Linked DNA regions of Sus scrofa: region 1 is linked to region 2. A link is a contact called in public promoter capture Hi-C data. All regions are on one chromosome and are shown on one strand. Each heading gives the region's core, a stretch centred on a gene start, on an enhancer-like site or on the middle of the called end of the contact. The rest is flanking DNA. Distances are from core to core; before and after follow the strand shown. Region 1 holds the start of BLOC1S3 (biogenesis of lysosomal organelles complex-1, subunit 3). Region 2 holds the start of CLPTM1 (cleft lip and palate transmembrane protein 1).

The links. Promoter capture Hi-C pulls out the DNA fragments that hold promoters and counts their contacts.
Region 1: a promoter capture Hi-C map of liver shows a contact between it and region 2, with 2.4 times the contacts expected there. The contact joins the promoter of BLOC1S3 here to the promoter of CLPTM1 in region 2. A contact is called at or near these places in 1 of 5 promoter capture datasets (liver), 1 of 47 Hi-C or Micro-C datasets (retroperitoneal adipose tissue) and 1 of 2 datasets of contacts at active chromatin or transcription factors (alveolar macrophages).

The regions. Positions count from the first base shown.
Region 1 is chr6:51,587,313-51,594,203 of Sscrofa11.1, reverse strand. BLOC1S3 (biogenesis of lysosomal organelles complex-1, subunit 3) reads right to left here and starts at 3,707. Exons shown (of 2, transcript NM_001098586.1): 1 at 3,604-3,707; 2 at 2,982-3,601. The coding sequence starts at 3,697. The coding sequence ends at 3,099. TRAPPC6A (trafficking protein particle complex subunit 6A) reads left to right here and starts at 4,708. Exons shown (of 6, transcript XM_021094535.1): 1 at 4,708-4,861. The coding sequence starts at 4,730.
Region 2 is chr6:51,409,047-51,415,779 of Sscrofa11.1, reverse strand. CLPTM1 (cleft lip and palate transmembrane protein 1) reads right to left here and starts at 4,006. Exons shown (of 18, transcript XM_003127223.6): 1 at 3,920-4,006. The coding sequence starts at 3,991.

The sequences.
Region 1 (6,891 bases), core at 2,458-4,957, 180 kb before region 2:
GGCAAAAAGACAAAAAAAAAAAAAAAAAAAAAAAAAAAAACCCACCACCCACCAGTCCCAGAGTCTCCTTCAAAAAACACATTCATTGGAGTTCCCGTCGTGGCGCAGTGGTTAACAAATACGACTAAGAACCATGAGGTTGAGGGTTTGACCCCTGCCCTTGCTCAGTGGGCTAACGATCCGGCGTTGCTGTGACCTGCGGTGTAGGTCGCAGACATGGCTCGGATCCTGCGTTGCTGTGGCTCTGGTGCAGGCCAGCAGCTACAGCTCTGATTAGACCCCTAGCCTGGGAACCTCCATATGCCGCGGGAGTGGCCCAAGAAATGGCAAAAAGACAAAAAAAAAAAAAAAAAAAAAAAAAAAAAAACATTCATCTAACGGCATCATTCTCTGCTTACTGGCTGTTGAATAAAGACCAAGAATCTTCCTGTGGTTTAAAAGCTCAGCTTCCTCCAGTCCCTGCTGGTACAGCACTCACCACCCTCAACACCCCTATCTCTCTCCGCTCTAGGTGGAAAACAGAAGCTATCACACTCCTTAGTTATTAAACAGGCTGGGCCTTTGCAGATGCTGTTCCCTTTGCTTGCAACTCTTTTCCACCCTCCCGGTTTCACCTATTTACCCCTTCAGGGCTTGGCTCAGGCTCACTCATCACTTTCTCAGGGAATCCATGTGACCTCCCCTGAAACAAGGTCAGACAGGAGTTTCTGTTGTGGCACAGCAGAAAGGAATCCGACCAGCATTCATGAAGATGCAGGTTCAATCCCTGGTTCAGTCTCAGTGGGTTGGGGATCCGGGTGTTGCGATGAGCTGTGGTGTGGGTCGCAGAAGTGGCTGGGATCCTGTGTGGCTGTGGCTGTGGTGTAGGCTGGCCCTGCCGCTCTGAGACGACCCCTAGCCTGAGAACGTCCATATGGGTAGGTGCAGCTCTAAAAAGAAAAGGAAAAAAAAAAAAAAGTCAGTGACATTTCAGTTGCACACTCACAAAACTCCTGTCCTTTTTTCCCACATCTTTTTAGGGCCTCACCGGCGGCACATGGAAGTTCCCAGGCTAGGAGTCCAATCAGAGCTGCAGCTGCCGGCCTACACCACACCCACAGCAAGGCCAGATCCCCACTGAATCTGTGGCCTACACTGCAGCTCACGGCAATGCTGGATTCTTAACCCACTGAGTGGGACCAGGGATTGACCCTGAATCCTCATGGGTACTAGTGGGGTTCTTAGCCTGCGGAGCCACAACGTGAATGCCAAAATTCCTGTACTTCTCCAAGGCACGAATCATAGTGCCCGAAAAATGACAAAGTATAGATTACAACGATTAACTATCCATTTATTTAGGAGAACATTCCATTCATGTCTGTCTCCCCAGTGGACTGTTATCTCCGTGAGGGCCCGGCCTGGCTGCTGCACCCCCAATGCCCAGCACTGGACAAGCACAGAACAGGAGCTCAGTAAACATGTGGTGAAGTAACAAAATACAAATAAGTGCAGAACCAGGGCCAAAATATCTGGGCCCTGATTTCCCAGCTACGGCTTCACCTCTGTTAAGTGAAGGGTCCCTTTCTTGGGACTGACATTTTGGGCGAAATCACCAACGCACCCCCAGCTTAGATGGCAGACAAGAGGAACTAACCAAATGAAGAAATGCCTTCTGTGTTAAGGAGTCTGCCTAGAGCGCTCCTGCCCACTTCTCCATCCTGGGGGCTTGGCTTCAGCTTGGGACAAGAGAGGGGGGAGGGGACCAAGTGCAAATGGGACCAAGGGACTAGGGCAGGGAAGAGACAGAGCAGGTGGGAGAGAGAAGGAGCTGAGCCCGGGCCCTGCCCCACCAGAAATCCAGGTCCCTTCAACATCCAGGGAACAAACAAAATGCACGTAGTCCTTATTTGGAAAGCCGTGTCACACTCTACCCAATGTTCCAGGGAAGGTCTGATTTGGCCCCTAAGTGCCAGCTGGGGGCCACTCTCGGCCTGAAGAAGCAGGAGGAGGCCTGTCTTGTACTGGCAGCCTGGGCAGGAAGCACCATCTTGGCCTTGAGGGTGGAGCAGACAGATCAGCTTGGGCCTGGAGAGCTGGGAGGAGCACCTCCTAGGGTCAGGAGGGGGCATCACCCTGATGAAGAAACCATCAGGGGGGTCCCCAGAGCCCAGAATTAAATAAGCTGGTAGTTTAAATAGGATGAAAGAAGCAAAAAGGAGAACCAAACCTAAGGGTACAGCTGGACGCAGGGAACAAGATCAGGCCAAGGGGGTGGCGCTAAGCCCAAGGAGAAGGAGCCAGGAGAAGGCAGAGCAAGGACTCGAAGGAGACAGAATCTGGGCCAAGCCTGGGAGCAGAGAAAGGGCCCAGACTAGAGGGACAGAATTGCAGAAGTGGGGCTAAGACCAGAGAGCCGGAACCGGAGTTCTCATTGTGGCTCAGTGGTTAACGAATCAGACTAGGAACCATGAGGTTGTGGGTTCAATCCCTGGCCTCACTCAGTGGATTAAGGATCTGGTGTTGCCGTGAGCTGTGCTGTAGGTCGCAGATGAAGCTCGGGTCCCACGTTACTGTGGCTCTGGTGTAGGCTGGGGGCTACAGCTCGGATTCGACCCCTAGCCTGGGAACCTCCATACGCAGCAGGTGCGGCCCTAGAAAAGACAAAAAAAAAGGGGAGGGGGGCGGAACCAAGAGAGTAAAGGAAGACATCAAGGAATCTGTGCCAGATTCTGGAGCTCCTGTGGGAAGAAACAAGCAGGACCAGCCCCTGTGAACAAAAACCAAACTCCAAACTGAGAAAGGCAGAGGAAAAGAAAGGTGAGGCTCCGTGAGCCCCCAAGATGGAGACAGATCAGGGAGCGGCTATTTACCCAAGAGTTAGAGCCAAGCTTCAAACAAGAGACTGTGAACCCCGGAGTAGGGGCCAGGGTCGGGGCTAGGGCCCGGCGCGGCTGCACACCTCCCCCCACCCCATCCCTCTACACAAACACGGGAGAGCATTTTCCAGGGGGCAAGGTCAGCCCTGAGGGTGACAGCAAGTTGGGTGGGTGGCTACACAGGACACAGAGCGACATCCCAAAGGCCGCCAGGGCGCAGTCAGGCAGGAGAGTGGGTCATGGCTAGGCTCGCGGTCCCGGGTCTTGTTCAGGCTCGGTTCCCGGCACGCCGCGGATGTCGGGCAGCAAGCGGCAGCCGGCTACGATGTCCAGGCGCTCCGCCAGTGCGCAGAGGTCCCCCCGCGCCAGGCGCACGCTGTGGGCCGCCGCCAATCCCGCGGCCTGGGCAGCCGCCAGCCTACCGGCCAAGGCGGCCACATCACGGCCCGCACGACGGTACACGCCGCTCACCGCGGCCGCTACGTCGTGGTCCAGCCGCGCCTGGCTCTCGGCCAGCCGGAGCTGCAGCAGCGAAAGCGCAGGGGCGGGTGCCGGCGTCTCCTCCTCACCCCAGGTCTCCCCGGCCGTCTCCCGCTGCACCACGAGCGGAGGCAGGTCCCTCGGCGCGGCCTTCGGCTCCGGCTCCGTGTCGGAGTCGGTCTCCGCGGCCTCGCCAGCCACCCGCAGCCCCGTGGGGCGGCCACGCGTCGGGCCCGAGGGGCCCAGGTACAGCTCCTCCTCCTCCGAGACGCAGAGAGCTCCGAGTCGGTCTCGGCCGCCTCCCCCGGCACCATCGTCTCAGGCCTCCGCAGCGGCCTCCGCCGACGACTCTGGGACGCCATGGAGCCGAGCTAGGGAGAAGACGCACGAAGGGACGATGTGAGAGGCGGGCGCCCCGCGGTGGTTAAAAGGTGCAGGTTCTGGATTCTCACCCCTCCACTCTTAGCAATTTGGGGCCAACTGCTTCCCTTGCTAGGGCCTCAGTTTCCTTTTCAGCAAACAGCGCTCACCGTCCCTAATGATGATGATGTGCGGCGGGGTGGTGGCTACTGGACCCCAGCCTCTTCAGCTGACTTAGGAAAAACTGAGGACCACCAGCTCGCTCAAGGCACGAGTTCCCACACTCCCAAACTAAGCTCTTTCGGATTTTGCCTCCTAGCAGAAGCCACACCCTCCGCACCGTCCTTCGCAAGTATACGGGCTCCTGAGCCGCGCAGGGACCAACGGCTGGGTCACAGACAGGAGGACAGTCCAGCTGGACTCTGGGGAGGGTGCACCAGTGGGGGCGGGGTGGGGAACGCTATCACCGAAGACCGTACCGGGTCACCGACGCTCCGAGCCTGCGGGATCCGCTACCCAGCTGAAGTGCGCTCTTTACCGAGAAAGGAGGAAGGCGGCAGCCCCAACCAATAGGAGGGCAGGTTTTGCAGGTGTTGACGGCCAATCACCTGGGCTTCTCGGCTACCAACTAGGAAGCTAGCCCCTCAAGACCAATTTTGAGGGCGTGTGCGACGAGCCACGTGAATAGGGGCACAACCAATAGGAAAGCGGCTGGGCTGGAGCTTCCGGGTTGTGGTGTGAGGCTAGTGGACAACTAGGGATTCTAAAAGGGAAGATGTCGCGTGTAACCAGTGACTCGGCCAATGGAAATGCTCGAGGGCCCAGAAACAGGGAAGAGACGGAGGGAAGGGCGGAGATGCCTGTCACGTGCGGCCAATGTAGGAAAAGCAAGCCCTCCCCCTAGTCTCCCAGGTTCACGCGCGCACCACGAGAGCCCAGGGAAGGAAGGCGGGGCTAGTCTGAAATACCAATGGAAGCGAGAGTAGGCGGGCTCGCGCTCAGACACAGGAGGCGGGGCTTCCCCAGCTGGGCCAATGAGAGCACGAGGCGCTGGGCGGTCCTTAGGCTCTAGAGGCCGGCACATGGCGGACGCGGCACTGTTCGAGTTTCTGCACACCGAGATGGTAGCAGAGCTGTGGGCGCACGACCCAGACCCCAGCCCCGGGGTGAGCGCCGGGCCCTGGGGGTGGGGAGAAGGGGAAAAGAGGCACGGGCCGAGGCAGGAAGGCCAGATCGAGGCCGCGGGCGGCGCAGGTCGAACTCCTGCCCGCACCTGCCTCGCTTAGGTGACCTCGGGCGACGGCTTCCTCCTCTGCAAAGCGGGGGTCGCAGCAGGGCCAGCCTCGCGGGTTACTGCTAGAACTGAACGAGACAGCTCGGAGTAAAGCCCTAAGCTCAAAGCCTGGCACAAAGTAAGCGGATAGTAATTAGAATAAGTATGATTACTAGCTATATACTGAGGACTTACTGCCTGCGTCCCTCACGCTGGCTGTGAAAGCCGATTATTCGATTTCTCTGTGCCTCATTCCCTGACTTGTAAAATGGGATCATAACAGCACCCAAGACCCAAAGTGAGGCATTCATTCATTCGACAAACTTACTGAACGCCTGCTGTATTCCAAGGACTATTTTCCTGTCCTCGCGAAGTTTACTCTTTAATAGAGAAGTCAAACAATAAATAAAAGTAGACCATGCCACCAGCTAGTGAGAAGTGCTGTAAGGAAAAGTTAAGTAGAATCGAGGAAAGAAAAGGGATGGATGGTGGATGGTGGAGGAAGGCCTTTTCTGAGGAATAGAAGGGGGAAGGGCATTTGGAAGGGGGCAGGAAGTCTTCCTCAAAGCTTAGGGTAAGAAGCGTGCTTGGCAGGAGTTCCCGTCGTGGCGCAGTGGTTAACGAATCCGACTAGGAACCATGAGGTTGTGGGTTCCATCCCTGCCCTTGCTCAGCGGGTTAACGATCCGGCGTTGCCATGAGCTGTGGTGTAGGGCACAGACGCGGGCCCGGGCCCGGGCCCGCATTACTGTGGCTCTGGCATAGGCTGGTGGCTGCAGCTCCGATTAGACCCCTATCCTGGGAACCTTCATATGCCACGGGAGCAGCCCAAGAAATGGCAAAAAGACAAAAAAAATTGCTTGGCAATTTGGAAGTTGATCCTTATAAAAAATAAACGCTCACGGAGTTCCTGCCATGGTCCCTTGGACTAAGAATCCTGTCAGGGTGGAGGTGGGGGTTTGATTCCCAGCCACACACAGTAGGGATAAAAGGATCCAGGGGCTAGGATTCAACTCTTGGCCCCAAAACTTCCGCATGCAAAACTTCCGCATGCTGCTCGTGTGGCCATAAACAATAAATAAATAAATGCTCTGACTTTAAAGCACTAAGTGCAACATCAACCCTCAATTATAAAATGTTTCCAAGAAGAAAGGGTGAGGGAGAGAGCAGGAACTTAGTAAGTGCGGGGGCTGTGCCCACTTTTTTCATTATTATTCCTTTTATGATCTCATCATGTACATGCAAGACACTTTTATTGGCCTAGGTCTTCTTCCCCATTCGGGAGCCCTAACAAGGGTGCTGCTTGTTATCATCTCAACAGGGTTTTTTTTTGAGTTCATTCATTCAATGAACTGTAAAACCTGCAAGGTGCCAGACCCTGCCCTAGGCTCTGGGGATTACTCAGCAAATTGTGCAAAACCCTTGCCCTCCTGGAGCTTACACTGTAGTGAGGGAGACAAGTAAGTGAACAGATTTTGCACATTGAGGAAAATGCTGTGAAAAAGATAAAGCAGAGGAGGGGGAGTGACTGGCCTGGGGGCTGGGGGGAGGGTGCAGGGTCTCAGCACCCCATCCGTCCCAGCTTTCAAACCCGAAATCCAGGAGTCCCCAACCTCTGCTTCTACTCCCTTGCCTCCAACCATCTGCCAAGCCCGGCCTGTTCTGCTGTCTAAATGTCTCCATCTGTCCCCTCCCTGCCCCACACCAGTCTCCTCCCTCATTTCCCAGCGTATTCCACCTGTCACCTCGTCACTGCCCTGACACCTCTAAATCCTCCTGGTCTTGGCTCAAATGCCCCTCCCCCAGGAAAGCCTTCCCTGAGGGCCCCCCCCCCCCCCCGCCCCGTGGAAGTAGGTATCCTTGTTCTGTTCGCACAGCCCCCTCCCCATATCGCATTGAATAGGGAGCTGAATGATGTCTCCG
Region 2 (6,733 bases), core at 2,757-5,256:
CCAATTCGACCCCTAGCCTGGGAACCTCCATATGCTGCGGGAGCGGCCCAAAGAAATAGCAAAGAGACAAAAAAAAAAAAAAAGAAGGGTGTGAGTTCCCACTGTGGTGCACTGGATTAAGAATCCGAATGCAGCAGCTCAGGTAGCTGCAGAAGCATGGGTTCAATCCCAGGCTCAGGGCAGCGGATTTTAAGGATCCAGCGTTGCTGCAGCTGCAGCTCAGAATCAATCCCTGGCCCAGGAGCTTCCACATGCAGCAGGTGCGGCAGAGGTGAGGGGAGACAAAGTCACCAGTGCTGGCCAGGATGTGGAGAAATCGAAGCAGTTCTACACTGCTGGTGGCAGAAAGGGAACTGCTGGTTTGAAAAATATGGCAGATACTTAAAAAGTGAAACATGCCCCCACCATCCAAACCAGCAGCCCCACTCCAAGGTCTGTACCCAAGAGAAATGAGAACCCGCGTCGAACATCATACAAGCTTATATGCAAATGGCCGTAGCAGTATTATTCGTAAAGCCAGCAACAACCCCGAAGTCTTTCAGTGAATGGCTTGTGCTGTATGGGTGCAATGGAATACTACTTAGCAACAAAAAGGAACGCTGCTGGGGGCAGAGTCACTGTAAAAAGAAGCAAGGGAAGTATTGAGGGAACAGAGGTGTTCTGGGTTTGGTTGCACTGCACAACTGCATAAATGTACTCAATACCCCTGACCTCTACGCTGCCAGCAGGTGAATGTGGCTAAATTACCCCTCAATAAAAAGGTAACTCTCTCTGTGGCTTCCACTGCCCTCGGAGTAAAGGCAAAGTTGTTTCCATGGCCGCCAGGGCCTGGCATGAGCTGGCCCCCTCCCCTCAGTCACCAGCTCCAGCCTCCTCACTGCTCCTGCATCACACCAGGCACCGCCCACCTCAGGGCCTTTGCACTGACTGTTCTCTTTACCTGAAAGCCCCCCCCCCCCCCCAAGCGTCTATGTGACTCCTCCTCCCTCATCTCCTTCAGGTCACCTCCCCAGAGGGCCCTCCTTGATCACCCTATTTAAACTGCGACCCTCCTGCCCATGGCTGGGAGTTCCTACACTCCTCCCGAGCTTTGGTTCTGTCCAAGGCACTTACCACCATCTGTCCCACCATATATCTTTCTTATTTACCTTGTTCACTGTCCCGTCCCCTACCCCACACCATCCCCCAACCTCCAGCCCTCAGCAAATACCTGAGCTCCCGGAGGGCAGGGCCTGTCTTGTTCATTTGTATCCCAGCATGGGCATGAGCCCAGCATGTAGTGGGGACTTCCTACGCATTAGGCGAAGGATGGTTATCAGAGCTGGGGGCCCTGTGTCTGAGCCCCTGGCTGGAGGAGCAGGCTGACTGGGGCAGGAGATTGCGGAGGGCCCGCCCGTGGGCAGGGGAGGGTGGTGGCGGTGGCTGAGGACACAGCAGTGACTAAGACATGGTTCCTGCTCTTCGACCCGCATGCCCGATTTCACACACAATTCTCAGCAACACCCACTACAGGGCCCAGGAAGCCGCTGAGACCATGAGGCTGGGCCAGGGGCCGGGAGGGAGTCAGGCATTCTCCTGGACTGCTGGACCCACCAGGGAATCCCGCCCCGGCCCAGCCTCTGCCTCTGAACCCACCCACTCCACAGATGACAAGTGCCTGCTCTGTGCCTGGTCCTGAGCTGGGCGGTGCCAGGGGCACAGTGGTGACCAAGACAGTTCCGGCTCTGCCCTCCAGGGGCTCCCGGCCCACTGGAAGAGACAAGACAGTGACAGGCCAGAGTGGGCAGGGCTGGGACAGGGGAGCCCTCTGAGAGGGTGACAGGCTTCCTAGGGAAGAGAACACCTGAGGCGTACACGACTAGTAAGGATCAGCCAGGTAAAGAGGGGAGAAGCCTGTGCAAAGGCTATGAGGCAGGACACAGCCAACAAGGCAACCTCCTGGAAATAAAAGAGCCTCACAGCAGCTGATGCTCCTTTGCCCAGTGTCTCAAGCTGGAACAATTTTTTGGCCCCCAGGGGACATTTAGCAATGTCTGGAGGCATGTTTTTCCATCTTTTTAGGGCCACATTTGTGACATATGGCAGTTCCCAGGCTAGGGTCTAACTAGAGCTGGAGCTGCCGGCCTTTGCCACAGCCACAGCAATGCCAGATCCGAGACGCGTCTGCGACCTACACCACAGCTCATGGCAATGCCAGGGATTGAACCTGAGTCCTCACGGAAACTAATCAGGTTCGTTACCGCTGAGCCACGAGAGGAACTCCCTGGAGGCATTTGTGATTGTCACTACTGGGGATGGATGTGTGTCCTACTGGCATCTAGTGGGTAGAGGCCAGGGGTGCTGGCTAACATCCTCCAATGGACAGGACTGCCCCCTACAACGAAGAATTATCCAACCCCAAATGTCAACAGTGCTGATGCTGAGAAATCCTAGTCTAAAGCAAAAAGGCAGATCATGCAAAGCCTTGATCTGCCAAAGAATTCATACTTAATCCTGAAAGCAAAGGCGTTAAGTCTTGAAAGACGATACGGAGAAATGGGACAGGAGGAGATCTGGGGGCCAAGGGGGTGTCTCTGTAAACTCAGGGCATCAGGGCACCCTGAGACCTAGTCTCTCTGACCACCTCCCACCCAGTAATCAACAGACACTCAAGAGGAAGAAAGACCTTCTTTTAGTGAGACTGGAAGGCCCCTGAAGTTAGGGGCTGAGTCTTCACTCTAGCCCTCACTCAACAAACACTTCCTAAGGGTGCCCCAAGGACCAGGCCCTGGATGAGGATGCTGAAAAGATCCAGACCAGGAATGGTGGCTCTGCCACACAATTCTCACCCCAGTGTCTTCCCCAGGTGACATTATTTGCCCCTCCTCTGGGCTCCTGCAGTCCCTGATAAAGACTTTGTGCCATCACCCTTGTCAGTCAGGACTATCATTCTTTGTTTACACGCTAGTCCCTTCCTCAGTAGAGTGAGAGAGAAAACACCAAAGGGCTGGCCCTCCTGTCCAACCCCTCCATGTACCCCTGGAGAACTGAAGGTCCAAAGGGGAAAAGGTACTTGCCCAAGGTCACATAGAGTCAGCTTCGTTCCCCCCACCCAACCTGCACTCCTCTCCCCCAGCTGCCTCCCACGTGTCAGTGACATCCTAGTGGGTGGGTCGGCAGCACCTGGCTGTCACTCCATTGATTCCCTAAATGGCTGAAGGATGGCTGCCTGAACTAGTATGTTCTGCAGCCTCAGTTTAGTTTAAGTGGCAATGGGTCAGAAGCCATCAGCACCAGGACTAAGTCCCCCATAGGGCTAATTTATGCTGCAAATACACCTAGCTCAGCCCCCACTACCCTGTTTCAGCAATGTCTGGTAAGTTCTAAAGGAAACGGCCCCCAAATCTAACCTGGGTGACCTTCTGCAAGCACCTTCCTTACTCTGCTCTTTAGACTCCTGTCTGTAAAATGGGTCTGTTCAGCGCGTGCCCTTAACCCATGACGGTCACCTAACTTCCCCAGACTTAGAAAACTCCCAAGTAATCAATCATTGCCCATACCTCGGGCACCGAGAAAAAGACCCCGTGAACGCCAGCCCACTGTGAGAACGGTCTTGGAGCCCAGGATCGCGGAGTCAGGAGAGAACCCAAGGCGCCTGGGTACAAGTCTGCGCCCCTCCGCGCCACTGTCTCTTTGGCTCGAGCAACGAGCCGGGTGGTAGCCCGGCGCGAGCGTGCAGGGGACCCGGCGCGCAACAGGGCCCCGGTCCCCGCACTGTCCGGCCTCCCGGATCGCCCGGCCCCGCCTGGGCCCTGTATTCAAGGTCCCTCTGGGCAAGGAGCCCCCAATGCACGGGATTCCGTGAATAGAGGCAGGACACGCCCCGTGGGAGGCCCCCCGAGTGGGGAAGAACCCCTCAGGCCCCTCTCGGCCTCCGTACCTGACCGGAGCCGCCTCCCCCGGCCGCCACTACGGCGCTGCCGGCCCCGTCCGCCTCCTGCGCCGCCGCCATCTTCCCGCTCCGGGTCCCCGCCCCCGCCGTCAGCCCCGCCCCATCCCCGACGGCGCCAGCGCGATCGCGCGAGATTTCACGCTTTGCCCGACCTGCCGGCCACCGTATCCGGCAAGAGCGCTTCAGCCACCCTCTCAGAAGCCGCTTCCGGTTACGGAAGGGCGAACCAGGCCACCGTAACACCCCCTCCTTCCCGTTGCAACCTGAGTATTTTCACCTGGTGGGCACTGCGTGCCCCGAGCGCCCCAGACTTCTTTGGCCAATATGTGTGCTTCCCACAGCTTCCATTCTTTCTGTCCTCTCCCCCCAACAACCCCGCCTCTTCCAGTTAATATCATCCTCGCCGATTCTTGAGCACTTTCCTTTCCAAGTTTCTTGGGCTTTCCCGGCCACCGTAACCCTTCAAGGTGCTCTGCTTGAATCACGCCCCTGCTGCGTTAAAGGAACTTTACTGGCCTCCTTACCGAAGACTCGGAGGGCAGAGGCTTTGGTCAGTGACCTCGCTTCCTTTTTTTTTTTTTTTTTTTTTTCTTTTAGGGCCGCATCCGGGCATATGGAGGTTCCCAGGCTAGGGGTCAAATCGGAGCTACAGCCGCCGGCCTACACCACAGCCACAGCAACACCAGATCCGAGCCGCGTCTGTGATCCACACCATAGCTCACGGCCACACCGGATCCCGGACCTACTAAGCGAGGCCAGCGATCGAACCGCAACCTCATGGATACTAGTCAGATTCGTTTCCGCTGAGCCACAACGGGAACTCCTGGCCTCTCTTCTCAACACTGCCTTTTCCTGTGTTAAGTCTCTCTAGGTTATAATCCTGTGCATTGAGTTACTATTTCAGCGTTCTCACGTCACCACACTTCCAAATTGGACCCTGTCAGCGCTTCCCTAAGTCTTCGGGAGGCCTGGCTTAATGCGCACGCGCGTTCCTTTGCGGTCTTTGCTTTCTAGCAAATCTCGCAGCTGTGGACTCGCAGTTTCCAGCGTTCTGAGAACTTCATGTCTTTTCTTTAGCTATTTTCCTACAGCCCCAGGCCCGAACACGTGTTGAGACCCTTGGCCCAAGGAGGAGTTATAGAGGCCCAGAGAGGACGGAAGACTCAGCGGTTTTTAAAACTTCACCAGTGAATTGGGTGGAAGTCGGACCTGGGTTCAAACTTTGGTTGTGCTACTGCCCGGCTAAATGATCCTTGACAAATAACCTATCTCTTTGGGCCTCATTTTCTTCCTCTTTTACAAACTGGGCATTATAATCATACCCCCTCTTCCTTCACCCCTTTGCTCCGTGGGGTTATTGGAAAGACTCAGATTAAGAATGTAAAGCACCTGGCCGCTTAGTAAATAATATCACACGCCGTTAACTACGTATTACCTGGAAAGGAGACCAGATTTAGCACTGAAATGTTCTAGTTATTTATTTTTCATTTTACTAGATAGATATAAATACATAAACTGTAGATACACCCTCCTCGACTTTCCTCAAGGTCTCAACTCAATAGTATTGTCCCTCCTCGAGGAGTGCCCTCACAGCCCCAGACTGGGTGTGGCCTCGCCTCCCAGTCCTCCCAGATCCCTGGACTGCCCGCTCCGCCCCTGCCCACTTTGCTTCATCCCTGACAGCGGCAGGTGTGTCTTGGAACTTCTCTTACAGATAACAATGGTAGTGGTAACAATTCTGTGAAGTTGTAGGGCCGGTCTTCAAGTCTAAAGGTGAAACAAGGAGTTCCCTGGTGGCCAAGTAAGTTAAGGATCCTGCACTGTCACTGCAGGGACTCAGGTCACTGCTGTGGTGCAGCTTTGATCCCTGGTCCGGGAACTTCTGCATGCTGCTGGTGTAGCTAAATAAATAAATTGAATAAAGGTGAGGTCCCGTCATGGTGCAGCAGAAATGAATCCGACTAGGAACCATGAGGTCTCGGGTTCGATCCTTGGCCTCTCTCAGCGGGTTTAGGATCTGGCGTTGCCGTGAGCTGTGGTGTAGGTTACAGACATGGCTTAGATCCGGCGTTGCTGTGGCTGTGGTGCAGGCCGGCAGCTGTAGCTCTGATGAGACCCCTAGCCTGGGAACCTCCCATATGCCATGGGTGTGGCCCTAGAAAAGACAAAAGACTAAATAAATAAATGTGAAATGAGCATACTGATTAAATCCCGCAGAAGGCAGGCAGATTTGAGATTTTGTGGGACTCTTTCTTAAAGGTACAGAATTATATGTACAAATTTATTTATTTTTTTCTTTTTAGGGCCACATCCATGGCATATGGAAATTCCCAGGCTAGAGATCTGTCTAATCGCAGCTGTAGCTGCCACCCTGCACCACAGCCACAGCAACTTGGGATCCGAGCTGCGTCTGCAACCTACATCACAGCAGCACTGGATCATTAACCCACTGAGCGAGGCCAGGGATCGAACCCACAACCTCATGGTTCCTCATCGGATTTGTTTCCACTACGCCATGATGGGAACTCCTATTCTCCCTTTTTTTTTTTTTTTTTTTTTTTTTTGGTCTTTTTGCCATTTCTAGGGCCGCTCCCTCGGCATATGGAGGTTCCCAGGCCAGGGGTCTAATCAGAGCTGTAGCTGCTGGCCTACACCAGAGCCACAGCAACTCGGGATCCAAGCTGCATCTGTAACCTACACCACAGCTTGCGGCAACGCCGGATCCTTAACCCACTGAGCAAGGCCAGGGACCGAACCCGCAACCTCATGGTTCCTCGTCGGATTCGTTAACCACTGCGCCAC